Linked DNA regions of Sus scrofa: regions 2 and 3 are each linked to region 1. A link is a contact called in public targeted proximity ligation data. All regions are on one chromosome and are shown on one strand. The core of a region is the stretch at or near the end of the contact, and the rest is flanking DNA. Distances in the headings are between cores, read along the strand shown.

The links.
Region 2: a contact with region 1 is called in a targeted proximity ligation map of alveolar macrophages. A contact is called at or near these places in 1 of 5 promoter capture datasets (liver), 8 of 47 Hi-C or Micro-C datasets (alveolar macrophages, embryonic fibroblasts, liver and 1 more) and 2 of 2 datasets of targeted methods (alveolar macrophages and skeletal muscle).
Region 3: a targeted proximity ligation map of alveolar macrophages shows a contact between it and region 1. A contact is called at or near these places in 3 of 5 promoter capture datasets (fetal liver and liver), 7 of 47 Hi-C or Micro-C datasets (alveolar macrophages, embryonic fibroblasts, liver and 2 more) and 2 of 2 datasets of targeted methods (alveolar macrophages and skeletal muscle).

What each region holds. Positions count from the first base shown.
Region 1 is chr4:20,642,685-20,647,205 of Sscrofa11.1, forward strand. It overlaps EXT1 (exostosin-1), which reads left to right and starts at 2,318. Exons shown (of 11, transcript XM_001924980.6): 1 at 2,318-4,086. The coding sequence starts at 3,125.
Region 2 is chr4:20,716,334-20,721,401 of Sscrofa11.1, forward strand. The region is part of intron 1 of EXT1 (exostosin-1); the gene reads left to right. It also overlaps the pseudogene LOC102166572. Among named protein-coding and RNA genes, the nearest start is that of EXT1, 74 kb to the left of the region's middle.
Region 3 is chr4:20,754,562-20,759,649 of Sscrofa11.1, forward strand. The region is part of intron 1 of EXT1 (exostosin-1); the gene reads left to right. Among named protein-coding and RNA genes, the nearest start is that of EXT1, 110 kb to the left of the region's middle.

The DNA of each region.
Region 1 (4,521 bases), core at 1,068-3,567:
ACACCACTATGGAATGCAACAGTAGGGCTGGGTAACCCTGGGGCGTGGGATGAGGGAGTCAGTAATGGTTAATCGAGACAAGAAAAGTGTGAAAGAGACACAGAAGAGCAAGAATAGTAGCTGGCTCTCACTAAGGTCACACAGGACAGCTGTCAGGATATAGAGGGGCTGCAATCCCCTAAACTCTGCCTTCCACAGGCCTGAGAGAGTCTGCACTCTGATCCCCAGCAGAAGGTAATTCCTATCATGGCTCAGCAGTTAATGAACCCGACTAGCATCCATGAGGATGTGGGTTTGATCCCTGACTTTGCCCAGTGGGTTAAGGATTCTGGCATTGCCGTGAGCTGTGGTGTAGGTCTCAGACACAGCTCAGATCTCGTGTTGCTATGGCTGTGATATAGGCCAGCAGCTGTAGCTCCAATTGGACCCCTAGCCTGGGAACCTCCATATGCCGAGGGTGCGGCCCTAAAAAGACAAAAAAAAAAAAAAAAAAAAAAATCCCAGCAGAAGGATCCTTGCCTTGGATGACTGCTCCTAGCCACCCGGGGGGTTGGAGGGAGAGCTTTGGGTCACATGTGGTTTCAATTACTGCATTTATCTGCCTTGTTGTCATGTTGTCATTGTGTTTGGGAGATTACTGAAACCTCATTTCTGTCCCAGGCCTGTCCAAGTTGTGCGGGGGTACAAGTCCAATCTGGAAAACCTACCTCATCTTTGGCAGGCCGGCTATAGGGAGAGACTTCTGGAATGTACAGTGATGTCCCACCCAGGCCCCTTCCCCCTTGATTAAAAACGAATCTGAAACAACAAATGTCTAAAATTTTCCACTCTATCATTCTACCCTGCCTTGTTAGAACTATGCTCTTTGTCCACACCCGCTGGAATCTTTTGCAGCCTCGGGGAAGCTGGGAAGTGTTTGTCCCTAGCTCGCAGTCACTCCCATAATAAACAATCACTAAACAGCTTGCTGCCCTAGGCAACTGTTTGTCCAGCTTGGCCAGACCCATGCGACTTTAGGCTGGGGAAGAGGGTGGGAGGTGTTCTCTGAAAAGCAGAATCCAGGCTCTGAGGCCAGGGAGCTTGGCTTGACCAGAAATACTGTTTGGGAACTAGCACATCTTTGTGGTCTCAGAGGACCTTTAGAGGGACTCTCGGTCTTTATGCGAATTGTCCAGTGATGTTCCCTGGGGGTAGCAGGAGCTTGGGGCTGGGGTGTGGGAAGGCAGTTGAAGGAAGGACCAGCCATCTTGAACTAGTGGTCAGTAAGGTCATTTCCTGCCTCAAATGTCTCTTCCACAGCTGGGACAATTGGCTGATCTACTACTCATCCATCTTGAAGCGACAGCTCCTTAAAAACCACCAGCCCACCATCACAGAAAGAATAATGTCCCTTTCGGTACTGGGATGGGCTTAAACCAACCACGTTCTCCTCAGCTACTAGAATTTCTCTTTTTCCCCCACTGTGATTGGAAGTCTTGGAGAAGCTTTCTACAGAATAGACAAGGGGCAGCGGGGAGTGAGGAAAGGATGCGGCGAAGTTATTGAGGATTTGGGGTGGGTGTCTCAGTACAGACATGAGGAACTGCAGTTATTCCTCTTGATTGTAAAATTTCCTCTTTACTCTTGAGGGTTGGGAGATTTCCCTGGGAAAGAAAAAATAAAAGGATGGGTTCTGTAGGGAATAAGGACCCGCTCGTAAGAAGGAAGCATTTTGGGCCTCAGAGGGTGGAAGGTGGGCGGAGAGAGGCGTCCTTCTGGTCCGCGAACGCTTTCTTTGAAGTCTTTCTTTCCTCCCTCATCCCTCCGCCTCGCTCCACGGCTTCAATTTTCGAGCATCCTTTTCCAGGAACCCGCACACTCCCTGCCGGCCGCTCGGGGAGGCATTCGCGGCAGGCAGCCGAGCAGACCGGATTCTCGAGGGCGCCCGGGGCAAGCCGGAGCAGCGGGGCCCGAGAAGCGCCGGCCGCTTCCCGGTTTCCCGGCAGCCGCCCGCCCACGGGCGCCTCTGGGAGGCGCTGCTTCCCGGCGCGGCGGCAGGAGGCGGTACGGCCCACCCCGGGGTCCCGGTCGCGGAGCGCCGAGGGGCCGTGGGGCTAGCACCCAGCAGCCCAGCGCTCCGCCCGCCCGGCAGCGGCGGAGACGCCCCGAGACCCCGGTGCCGCCTGCACCCCCCGCGCCGCGCCGGCGCCTCGGCCGGTGGCCGGGGGTTATGAATGGGCGCAGCGGAAGCACCGCCCCCCCCGGACGTGACGCTCGGCCAATGGCAGCGCGGGCTGCGTGGATGGATGAGGTCAGCGCTGTCGTGTCGGGAATGGAATGTGTAAGTGTAACATTCAGAACCGGGTAACATTCGGCGACCGAACGCGGCGGTCGGCAGCGATCGCGCGGGGGCCTGCGAAGCGCCGCTCGGGGCCGGCACTGCCCGCGGGGAGGACGCGCCGCCGCCGTCACCCAGCGCCGCCGCCGCCGCCGCCTCCAGCCGGGCCGCCGCGCGTCCCGGGGGCCGGCCCCGCGAGCGCAGGAGTAAACACCGCCGGAGTCTTGGAGCCGCTGCAGAAGGGAATAAAGAGAGATGCAGGGATTTGTGAGGTTACGGCGCCCCAGCTGCAAGATGCATTAGCCGGCTGAACGCGGGGATCGGCTGACTTGTTGGAACCCGAGTGCTCTGCACGGGAGTGTGGATGAGTTGAAGTTGCTTTCCCGGGGCTCGTTTTCCACGCTGCCGAGAGGAATCCGAGAGGCAAGGAAATCACTTCGTCTTGCCATTGATTGGGCATCGGGAGCTTTTTTTTTTTCCCCCCTCTCTTTCTTTTCCTTCGTCTTGTTGCATGCAAGAAAATTACAGTCCGCTGCTCGCCCGCCCTGGGTGCGAAATATTCAGCCCCGCTCTCGCCTGTCCATTGTGCAACCCAAAGATGAAAGACCGAAGGGGAGAAAGTTAAAGAAATCGCCCACATGCGCTGGATCAGTCCACGGCTTGGGGAAAGGCATCCAGAGAAGGTGGGAGCGGAGAGTTTGAAGTCTTTACAGGCGGGAAGATGGCGGACTGGAGCTGAAAGTGTTGATTGGGAAACTTGGGTGATTCTTGTGTTTATTTACAATCCTCTTGACCCAGGCAGGACACATGCAGGCCAAAAAACGCTATTTCATCCTGCTCTCAGCTGGCTCTTGTCTCGCCCTTTTGTTTTATTTCGGAGGCTTGCAGTTTAGGGCATCGAGAAGCCACAGCCGGAGAGAAGAGCACAGCGGTCGGAATGGCTTGCACCACCCGAGTCCGGATCATTTCTGGCCCCGCTTCCCGGACGCTCTGCGCCCCTTCGTTCCTTGGGATCAATTGGAAAACGAGGATTCCAACGTGCACACTTCCCCCCGGCAGAAGCGAGATGCCAACTCGAGCATCTACAAAGGCAAGAAGTGCCGCATGGAGTCCTGCTTCGATTTCACCCTTTGCAAGAAAAACGGCTTCAAAGTGTACGTATACCCGCAGCAAAAAGGGGAGAAAATCGCCGAAAGTTACCAAAACATTCTAGCGGCCATCGAGGGCTCCAGGTTCTACACCTCGGACCCCAGCCAGGCGTGCCTCTTTGTCCTGAGTCTGGATACTTTAGACAGAGACCAGTTGTCACCTCAGTATGTGCACAATTTGAAATCCAAAGTGCAGAGTCTCCACTTGTGGAACAATGGTAGGAATCATTTAATTTTTAATTTATATTCCGGCACTTGGCCTGACTACACTGAGGACGTGGGGTTTGACATCGGCCAGGCGATGCTGGCCAAAGCCAGCATCAGTACTGAAAACTTCCGACCCAACTTTGATGTTTCTATTCCCCTCTTTTCTAAGGATCATCCCAGGACAGGAGGGGAGAGGGGGTTTTTAAAGTTTAACACCATCCCTCCTCTCAGGAAGTACATGCTGGTATTCAAGGGGAAGAGGTACCTGACAGGGATAGGGTCAGACACCAGGAATGCCTTATATCACGTCCATAACGGGGAGGACGTCGTGCTTCTTACCACCTGCAAGCATGGCAAAGACTGGCAAAAGCACAAGGATTCTCGCTGTGACCGAGACAACACCGAGTATGAGAAGTAAGTGGCTCGGGGGTCGGGCCCTGCCCACCTGGTCCAGGTGTGAGGCTTGGGGGGCTGGGAATGGGGCAGAGGAACCCTCCTGTGCTCTTCCTCCTGCTCTGAGCCTGGGACTCAACCACCCGGTGCAGGTGCGTGTGGCCAGGAGCTGAGAACCAAGGGTGTGAGCTCCTCAGGCTAACGGGAAAGCCTGGAGCACTTTCTTGGGCCAAGTAGGTGACAGTGTCTCTCTCTTGCCTGGAAAACTTTCAGGGCGATGTGGTTCCTCTGAAGCGTGTGGGTTTGATCCAAGTTTGGAAGCGGCGCTTCACCGATGGATCATCGGGGAGGGTGTTTTGTGTGAGAAGGTCTAAGGACCCCAGAGGCTCTGAATCCATCCACAGTGTGGAGACCTTCCCCCAAGATTGATGCTTTATTTGCATTTCTCACGAGCAG
Region 2 (5,068 bases), core at 723-3,222, 73 kb after region 1:
GGACAGGTGTGGGCAGAGAGGGGTGAGGAGCAGTTTCTCCATTAGGATGGCAGTTCCAGAGGGCAGGCAGGCATTTGGGGTGGTGGGCTCATTGCCATAAACCTGGCATATTGGAACAGAACGGAGCTCAGTAAATGTTTTCTGAATAACTGAGCAAAAGAAATATTTGAGGTGTGCCCACTGCCCTGAATTTAATGTTAAACATTCAAGCAGAATTTTCTAATGACAGGATAACAAAACGAGTGAGAATAACCCAATAGATGAGGCTGTGATAGGGTTCAGGTGGGAAGAGGTGAGAGAACCAGCTGCCCATTTCAGAGTTCAGGAAGGATGGAGATGAGCTTTTGTATGAACTTGGTCTTCAAGGATGGGTGGAATTATATCAGGTATATCAAGGCAAAGAGAACAGAGAAGGGCACACCTTTCAACAGGAATAGCTGGGAAAAGGCCTGGTGGAATTAAAGAACAAGGAGGATTGGGGGAATAATACAAGCCCTCTATGATTGGAGTGAAAGGCTCAAGAGAAGGATCATTGACACGCATACCCAGAGCACCTTCATAAGTGACTTTTAGACATTCTTTGATGGGGGAACCACAGTTTTATGGAATCCCTTCTTGGGCCTTAAGTATCAAAGACCATAGGGGGTCCCCATATTTAATGAGGAAAGTAAGTCTGTAACGGGGCCAACCCTTGGGAACGAGAGGAGGGGCCTCAGCCCTGGAGCCGGACAGATCTCCTCACTCAGCCCTGGGTTCGGTGGGGCCAGATGTGATGCCAGATGTGACATTTGGCCATTCTATCCACCCCGCTTTAAAAAAATATATCCAGCATACTTCCTACAGCTTGTGGAATTGACATTTCCTGCTTTAAGTAAGAGCTACTATTTACTGAGAGAGTGATTCTGTGCCAGACTCTGTTCTAAGGGCCTCACCTAAAATACTTGGTATGAAATTCTTAGAATAGCCCATTGAGATAGGTACCATTTTAATCCCTGCCCCTATAATGTTGAGATAGGGACTTTTATCTGTTCCTTGCTGTGTCTCCCGTGTCTAGAAATGGTCCTGCCACATAATAGCTGCTGGGTTTTGAGAACAGTGAATGCCAACATAATTTGACCGAGTCATGTAACTGAGTGTAGGAACTGGAGACCCATACTCAAGGATTTCGGAGTCTGGATTCTTCACCTGCGCAGTAGCACGCACCTGACCCTGGTGCCTAGAGGAGGAAATTGAAATGCTTTTCAGGCATTCCCATTGTAGCTCAGTGGAAACAAATCTGACTAGTGACCATGAGGACACAGCTTCAATCCCCAGCCTCACTCAGGGGGTTAAGGATCTGGCATTGCTGTGAGCTGTGTTGTAGTCTGGGAGCTGCAGCTCTGATGCAACCCCTAGCCTGGAAACCTCCATAAGCCATGGGTGCGGCCCTAAAAAACAAAACAAAACAAAAAACAAAACACAGCACATAAAAAAAAGAAATGCTTTTCAGACCTGAGGTCTCCTTTTTCATGTTCCAGTTGTTGTATGCCCCATACAGATACTTTGGGTCCACTCTCTAATTTGTTGTGGGGAAAAAAAAAATTATAATCAGCTACTATGTAGAAATGGTTTTGTGTCTTAATGCATTTGCACCAATATGTGTGTGCCCCTCTCTTAATGTCCATCTGCTGACAATGCTTGTTTTGCACAAGAACAGGGTTCCCCCTAATAACCTTTGACTCCACAATTGACAGATTGGAGAACTTGTGGCTTGGAGCCTGAACCCTCTCCTGGAGTCTGGGTCAGTCCTGAGTCGGGACTGGCTCTGGAGTTGGAAACCCAGGGGCTCAGTTGCCAGAACTCACGTGAACAATGCCTCTGGCTCCTTATAAACAAGGACAGCCTGTTCTGTCCACAGGCTTTTTATTTCCTCAGGCCTCGTCCTCTGTACTGTGAGAAATGCGAAAGTTCTTTGCTGGAGGAGGTGAGACTCGTGGCAGTGCGAAGAATGCGGTAAGAGTTTGAATCAAGCTGGCAGAGCTTGGAGGAGCGAAGATGGACTCTGGATGGCTGCCTCACAGGCTTTTCTGTGGTCCTGGATCTGGAAGAACACCCCTCCGTTCTGCCTTGTTCCAGTTGGAGCATGAGCAATCTTGAAGAAAACCTAAAGGAAACGTCCATTGTTGAGTTAAGTGTGTCCCTGGACCAGTAGGCTTGCGATCCAATTGATGGAAACTAAGCAAACATATAGACAAAGGGAAGGAGGCTCAGTTGCCAGAACTCATGTGAACAATGTCTCATGGAAGGGAAGAGGTCTCAGATAATCAGAAATTTCAACAGATGGACCTGTCTCTTTCCACCCTCATCTCCCAAGATAACAAAAAGGTCCTTTCATAAAGATACATAATGATAGTTTCCTGCAACCTTCCATCACTTAAATTACCCTTGGGGTTCCCATCTCTGGAGAACAAAGACACCTGTTGGGAGTGAGAGTTACTGTAGGGGTGAGTGTGAATCTGTGCTTTGAGAACTGTGATGAAGCCAGCAGGTTGTTCTTTTCTCCTTTCTTTTTTTTTCTTTTCTTAACTGTAGAGCAATTTGCTAAAAGAATTTTTTTTTTTTTTTTTTTTTTTTTTAAGGACCAAAATCTGGTTTCTCACCATAATGTGGTCAAACATGGGCTCTTTCTATTTCTTCTTTTTTTTTTTTTTAAGGCCACACCCATGGCTTATGGAGATTCCCAGGCTAGGGGTTGAATCAGAGCTACAGCTGTCAGCCTATGTCACAGCCACAACAACGCAGGATCCAAGCCAAGTCTGTGACCTACCACAGCTCATGGCAATGCCAGATCCTTAACCCACTGAGCGAGGCCAGGGATTGAACCCGCATCCTCATGAATCCTAGTTGGATTTGTTACTGCTGAGTCATGATGGAAACTCCAGGCTCTTTTTACTTCTCATTTGAGATTTTCATGAACTAGAATGCGTCTTCATTAAACAGCAGTTTCAGCATTACTAGACTCTGCTTTTTTGAGGGCTGTTGTGCTTTCACAGAATTTCTGAAATGTAGCTACACTTCAGGATGAAAATGTGAAGTGAAAATGCTAACATAGGAAACGCCCATAGTAGCATTTCTATTACCTGCCTTTCTACTTGAGGGGTTTTGCGTTTTTGGTGTGTTCATTTATTTTTGGATAAAACTGAGCAAGCCTGCTTAGCCAGGGTCCCAACTCACTGGCCCAAATGAAGGAAGTGTCAAACCCTTTCACCTTCTCTCAGAATTCATGTGAATTATTGATGCCTGCTTGAGTGTTCAGTGAAAAGAAATTCATCGGTGTTTTCTTCAAAAATTCTCATTTTTGGGGGTATTTTGACTTGATGTTACTCGTTGGTGGTCTTTTCAATGTACTTCCTGGTCCTCGATGCTGAAACAGAATGTAGACTTAATCTTGGATTGAAAGAAGGAATTAACATATACATATCTGGGCATATCTTGTCCAACATGCATTAAAAAATTATATATATGTATATATGTGTATGTATATGTATGTATATATGTGTGTGTGTATATATGTGTGTGTGTGTATATATGTGTGTGTATATATATATATATATATATATATATATATATATATATATATACTTGCACTATTTAAAATGAAAGGATGCCACAAAACCTCCTATCCCTACAAATATTTATTGAGCCCACTGTTCCAGATGGTGGGATATAGGAAAGTGACCCAGACATTCAAAATCACTGCCCTAAAGGGGCTGCGTTCTTCCTGTAGGGGTGTGTGTGTGTGTGTGTGTAGAGAAGGTAGATAATTTAATAAATTAACAAGATCATTTCAGACTATAGCAAGTTCTATGAAAGGGACAAATGGTCCATATCAAAGGGAGGAGGCTAAAAGGGGGTGGGGTCATGGTCAGTGTTCACTTCTTTTTCTGCAATGAATGGGGGCAGGGAGCGGGTGGATGTATTTGGTGTATTAGGATCTTTTGGTAGAGTTTAATGAAGGGTGCTAGAAAGGTTTGTGGGCCCCTCAGATTTCACGTTATAACCTAACCTCCACTGGGATGATATTTGGAGATGGGGCCTTTGCAAGGTGATTAGGTCATGAGGGTGGGGCCCATGCAAGTGGATTTGTGCCCTTATAAAAGAGACCCCAGAGGGATCCCTTGCCTTTCCTTGTGTGAGGACACAGCAGAGTTGTTAGAAAGTGTAGGGACGAGCCCAGGGTCCCAGGGCAGTCAGTGCTCAGTGAACAGGAAGTGCCTTTATGAGTGTTCAGCATCCTATGTGTGGTAAGTCTTCAATGAATACGACTTAGAAGAAGGGGACACAGCTGATCCTAAATAAAAACTCGAGCTAAGTCTAAATAGGTTGTCAGAAGGGGATGTCCTGGAGGCTATGTTGAAACAAGAAAGTCAAACACGAGAGGGCTGATGGACTTGGTGACCTCTGAGTTCCACCCCGCCCCCTGCCTGACATGCTAATTCTGCCCCTTCTAGGGCATTGCACACTGGCCCTGGCACAGAGGAAGTGCTTCCCGAATATGCAGACAGCTGTTGACCTTCTATTAAACTGAATTTATATTTTAAACTGAATTTATTTATATATTTAAGCCAAATTTATATTTAATCCACGAAGGGAGCAAATAAGCCTCCAATGGAAGTGGTTCTTTTTGTAATTTGTCATTATGCAGCAATTTTTTAAAGAAAAACTTAGTACATGTTTTAAATACTGTCAGGATTTATCTTTCCCTCTCTTACATTAAAGCAAAATGCTTTTGGGACCCAAAACTCGAATTCTTCTTTTCTAGCTTATTTTTTTTAACTGTCTTTAAGATCTCTTACTAATGTAAGGGAGTGAGCTGGAATTGTTTGAAAGGAAGAAAATTCAAAGATTGAAACTAATTCATCCAAGTATATTTAGCCATTTGGTCATAGAGGAAAAGATAGATTTTTGGATCTTTCAGTTTGCAGTGGAGAACTCATATTTGATTTTACCTAATGTGTAAAATTGGTCAGAGGCTGCCTAGGAGAAGTCAGATCATTAAAGTATGTGTGTGTAAGAAAAAATAAACACA
Region 3 (5,088 bases), core at 975-3,474, 110 kb after region 1:
ACAGTAGGAACTCCCTGTTATTTTTAAAAGTCAACTCTCCTGGCATTGCTAGCAATAGGTAAAGTATCCATTTTACAAAGGAACAAAGCAAAACCTGGTACAACTCTGAAGAAGGAGATGATATACTAAAAAGGCAGGGCTGGCTTCTGGTCCCAGGTTTTCTCAATCCAGAAACAACCCTTTTAGTTGTAGGTACTCACAAACTACAGAGATCTTTATGATCTCTGATACGAGGTTCCCTGCAGCCACGATGTTAATGATTCTAACATATTTGATTCCAAACAGAAGCAGGAAAGGTGGAGGGACCGCCATTGTTGATGTTGTTTTAGAACTGGTGGAAAGTTCCTGGGGTCGATCAGACAACAGCTTGTGAAGACTCATTCTTTGCAAAGCGCTCTCTGGTCTCTGAGCTGTAGCACGTGGCTAAAAAGTAGGAGAGATGTTAGGAAGGATACCAAATTGTTTTCCAGAGCTCCATAATCTTTCACGGGGAACCTAGCTGTATATACTTGAAAGGGTTTAAGCACCTTGATTAAGGCTACACTACATGTTAGTAAGTATATTTAACATTGTTTCTACTGTGTTCTTACTTACAGAGGAAAGGGTGTTGTGTGTATGATAGCAGTTAGAGATGGCTGCTTGATGGAGATCTGTTGTAAGCCATTGTGCAGTGATAGTTGGAGCATATGAATTATATAGTGCTGTGTACTAGCCACAGAATTTGTAAGTGGAGCTTCTTTGCCACGTATGAAGAAACATAGGATGTGCTACTTTCCTGGATGTTTCTTTACCTGTTGAAGAGTTTGCACTCAGCCTGCAGTCTTCACTTACATGTAATATAGAAGAAAAGTTCAGAGAGACCCATGATCCTCCAAAGACAATAGGTCTAGTGGTGATGACCCAGGACTTAGACCCAGCCTGCAGAGTTTAAATCCTGCTCTATCACCTACCAGTTGTGTGACCTTAGGCCATTCATTACTTTGGCCACTTATTGCTTCAGTTGTCTCCTCTGTTTGTTTGTTTGTTTGTTTATTTATTGCCATTTCTAGGGCCGCACGTGTGGCATATGGAGGTTCCCAGGCTAGGATCTAATTGGAGCTGTAGCCGCGGCCTACACCACAGCCATGGCAATTAGGGATCCGAGCTGCGTCTGTGACCTACACCATAGCTCACAGCAACGCCGGATCCTTAACCCAATGAGCGAGGTCAGGGATCGAACCCTCAACCTCATGGTTCCTAGTCCGATTCATTAACCACTGAGCCATGACAAGAACTCCTCCTCTGTAAAACCAAGAGAAGAAATTCATATGCCATGGAGTTGTGAAGTTCAGTGAGTTCTGTGTGAAAAATACTTAGGACCAAGTCTGGCACATGCTAAATAGTGCATAGGTGTTGGCGGCTGCTGCTGTTTTTATCATTGTTGAGATGCTCTTTCCTGCATTGCTCTGTTGTAGCAGAAAGAGCTTGAGATCTAGAGCCAAGAAGCTTGTGGGCACCGATGCTGGGAATGGGCACCCTCTGGGGCTCCCTCCTTTCCTGGGCCTTAGACTCATTCTCAAGGGTCTGTCTAGCTGCAGATGAGTTTGGGAGGTCCTTCCATTACAAGAAGCATCATTCGGTGCTTGATGGTCTGTGAGGCTGGGCGGCCACTTATACGCAAGCCCCTGGCTTTCAAAAGACAGCTGACCTTAGAGAGGAACATAGGCTTTGATCTTGAGCTTTGACTCGGCCACTCCAGCTCTGGGATCTTATGCAGATCACTTTTGTTTCAGGGCTTTGTCTCCTCCACGCCATATAAAAGTGGGATAACACCATCACCTCGAAAGGGCTGTGTGGGGAACGAGTAGATAGTGTTTGGTCCATGTCTTGCAGAATGCAGTGGCCCAGGAGGTGCTCAGGAAGTGGCCGAAGCTCTCAGTCGTATGATAAATGAAAACTTCCAGTCTCAGATCCCGTAAATCAAAGTACCCTGACTCCTTAAGCGAGACTGTGGCCTGAAATCATCAGCATATCTGAAGACCAATAAACATTGCAGATGGCGTGTTACTTGGAGAGTGTGGGTGAACTAATTGCATCCAGGCAAGGGGGTGCCTTTCTTAAGATTAAATCAGAAGGAATTTCCTGAGTTTGTGATGTAAGGGAAGTTCATAGCCATGGTGGTGGTTAGAATGGCCAGGAACTGAAACCCCAGAGGCAAAGGACCAAGAAGAGTGATCTCAAGTGGTTGCAAAAGCGATGGAAGCATTGAGCAATAGGCTGAGTTTCCCGGATGTCTACACTGGGCTCCGTGTTCAGTTTCCTTCCTTTAATGGCTGAAAAATTTGGAGGTCAGCTGTGCTTTTTCCTCCCCCAGCCAAAACCACTTTCAGTCTTTGCTGTATTTCTGCCCACCCTCTCTTTTCTTGCCTTTTTTGCTGATTCATTCAATAAATATTTATTTTACTCCTCCTGTGCCCCAGGCCCTGGAGATGCAGCAGGAAAACACACACACGCACATGTACACATATGCATGCACATGTACACACGTGCTTGAGACTCCCTCCCTTTGGGGAGTTCACATTCTGGTTGAGGAAGAGAGAAAAAACAGCCTAAAAAATGTCGGGTAAAATATGTAGTTTGTTTTCCTTAGGAATGGGGAACAAACTACATATGCTGGGTTTCTCTACTTCGTTTGTTTATCTTTGGCCTCTGCTTTTTGGGAGATTGCGTGTTCTCTTTCTCCCTCCTTAACCCATCCTTTCAGATCCCCTTAGGATTTGCTGCTCTCCCAGTTTTTAGTCCATAGACTGGGGGATTTCGCTGCGCCTGGGTCAGATTGCCTCCTTTGTGCGTGTTAGAATCTTGGGCAGTCTCTTTCTTTCTCCCTCTCCCCTTCCTGTTCTTGAAGATAATAATCTAACTCCAACATCCATGATATGATGACTCTCCCAGTGCTCTATTTCTAGTTACAGTTACCAAGGCATTGTAAGGAGGCATTGGAAAATGGCACTTGGCCTCTGCTTAGCTTTTATTCAGATTGGCTGTTTTCCAAGGCCTGGGAAGATCAATGATGCATGTAGTGCAAAAGGGCAGCTGCGGGGTCAGGGCGTATTTATTGCTTGCTGGGGCATGTTATTGACCAATAAGAAGTTAAACAGTGCCTGCCTACACCGGTGAAGACATTGCCTCTGAGCCAGGAAGACGAGAGATCCCCTCAGGCCTGTCCCTTTACTTGGACAGGTGTGCAAACGGACTCGGTGTGTGCAGCTCCAGGCACCTGTGTGGCTGTCAGAATTTCCACTTGCTTGGGTCTAGAAGAAAGGACAGGTCCATGAGGCTGAGCGTATTCTGACTCAGCTATTCTCAAGGCGGACAGGGATTGTTCATTTTGAAATCTCTGTTGGTATAGCCCAGGTTCACTGCAAGGTTCTGGCTGGGTGGGATATCCCAGTTCATGTTTCCTGATGCTGATTAATTGTGCCTGCTGCCTTCCTTCCTTCCTTCCTTCCTTCCTTCCTTCCTTCCTTCCTTCCTTCCTTCCTTCCCTTCCCTTTCCATTCCATTCCATCTGTCATCCGTCTACATATCATCTATCCATATATCCATCACTTCTATAATATCTCTCCATCATCTATCTTCCTATACACAAACCTATTTATAATTTTTCTCCTTTGAAAGTATCGTTTGGCATTGAATGAAGGAGGGTCGGGGAGATTTCAGTAACATTTGATGAAAGTCAGGCACCCTTTGCATGTGCTTGGATGAATGAGGCATCCCAGAGGTGCATTATTCAGGGGGAAAAAAAAAAAAAAATCAAACTCTATAAAATGTGTATCCATTAAAGAAATATGTAGTGAAAAAAAAATCTCCTTTTAGCTTTATGTTGTGTGCTGCAGCTCGCCTCTGAGGTTTATGTTCTGGCTGTGAAAAATAAAAAAATTTTATGAAGTTTTAAAAGAATGTTTCTTCCCCTTTTTCTTCCTAGATGTCAAAAGTACTATTTTGGTGAACTATTGAATGAGGAAGGAGAGGCTGGAGCAAGGGGAACAATAGGGATCCAGACTGAAAGGCCCTAAGGAGTAAAAGCTAGTGTTTCCCCCGCTTCACTGTGAAATAGCCCTTTCTCTTTGGTTCCTTGAATTGAAATAACATTGAAGATTAGGCTTGTGTGAGCCTCACAAAATGTGAGCTTCATGTGTTTTTCTAACCATTGGCCTTGGAGTGGAAATTTTTAGCACGTGAGAGGATGTGTTTTGTGTGTGGGAGGATCGATCAGAATGGCATTAGGAGTTCAAAGGAGTATTGAAAACTGAAGCCCAAATACATTTTTGGAATCTATCATTTAATCACATTTAAGGCATCTACACGAATGATAAAGAATGTGTGTCGGTGGGGGCACCTGTCCTGTGACCACCTGTGCTGCCTGCATCTCTAGTTTCTACATGATCGATGTGCGGGAAGTTCAGTGATAGAGCATTGCCTATCAATTGAACCCGAATAATCCCTCTTTAATATGGGAAGCAAATATTGACTCATTGGTTGGTTGGGCATAATTCGACTACGTTTTCATTGTTTCAGGGTAGCGGGGACTGTCTTCGCAGAATCTGGTTGTTTTCAACCCTAGAGGTAGGCATGGCATTATTCATAAATAATTCTCTGAGGCAGTAATTTACAAGAACCGACCTCGTGAATAATGACACTGTTCAGCTACTGTTGGTCTTCCGCATTCTCCTTTAAAATCTGTGTGGCAGCCTCTCATTTTGGAATTTCTGAAAGAATGAGGAGGAAGCGAGTGCGTATTTCCCCAGGACCCGCTGTGTCCCAGGCATTGTTCTGTACAAGACAGATGTGGCCTCCTTTTCGGGTACCCTTGGGGAGTTAGTCCCAGTCCCTTCCATTTACAGATGAAGGCAGAGGTTGGCTAATACTGGCAGGGCCACTCGTGAAGGGAGTCGTGGAGCTGGAACTGGAATGCAATGCTCACGTCTGTGCCTACTACAGTCTTTCTGCTCTCGTTTCATGAAAATGGGCTCATGTGGAGTGTCCCCAGCTAGCCTTTGGTAACAGGGGCCTGGAAGCCTCCACCTGTGTTCAGCTGTCTTGTATCTG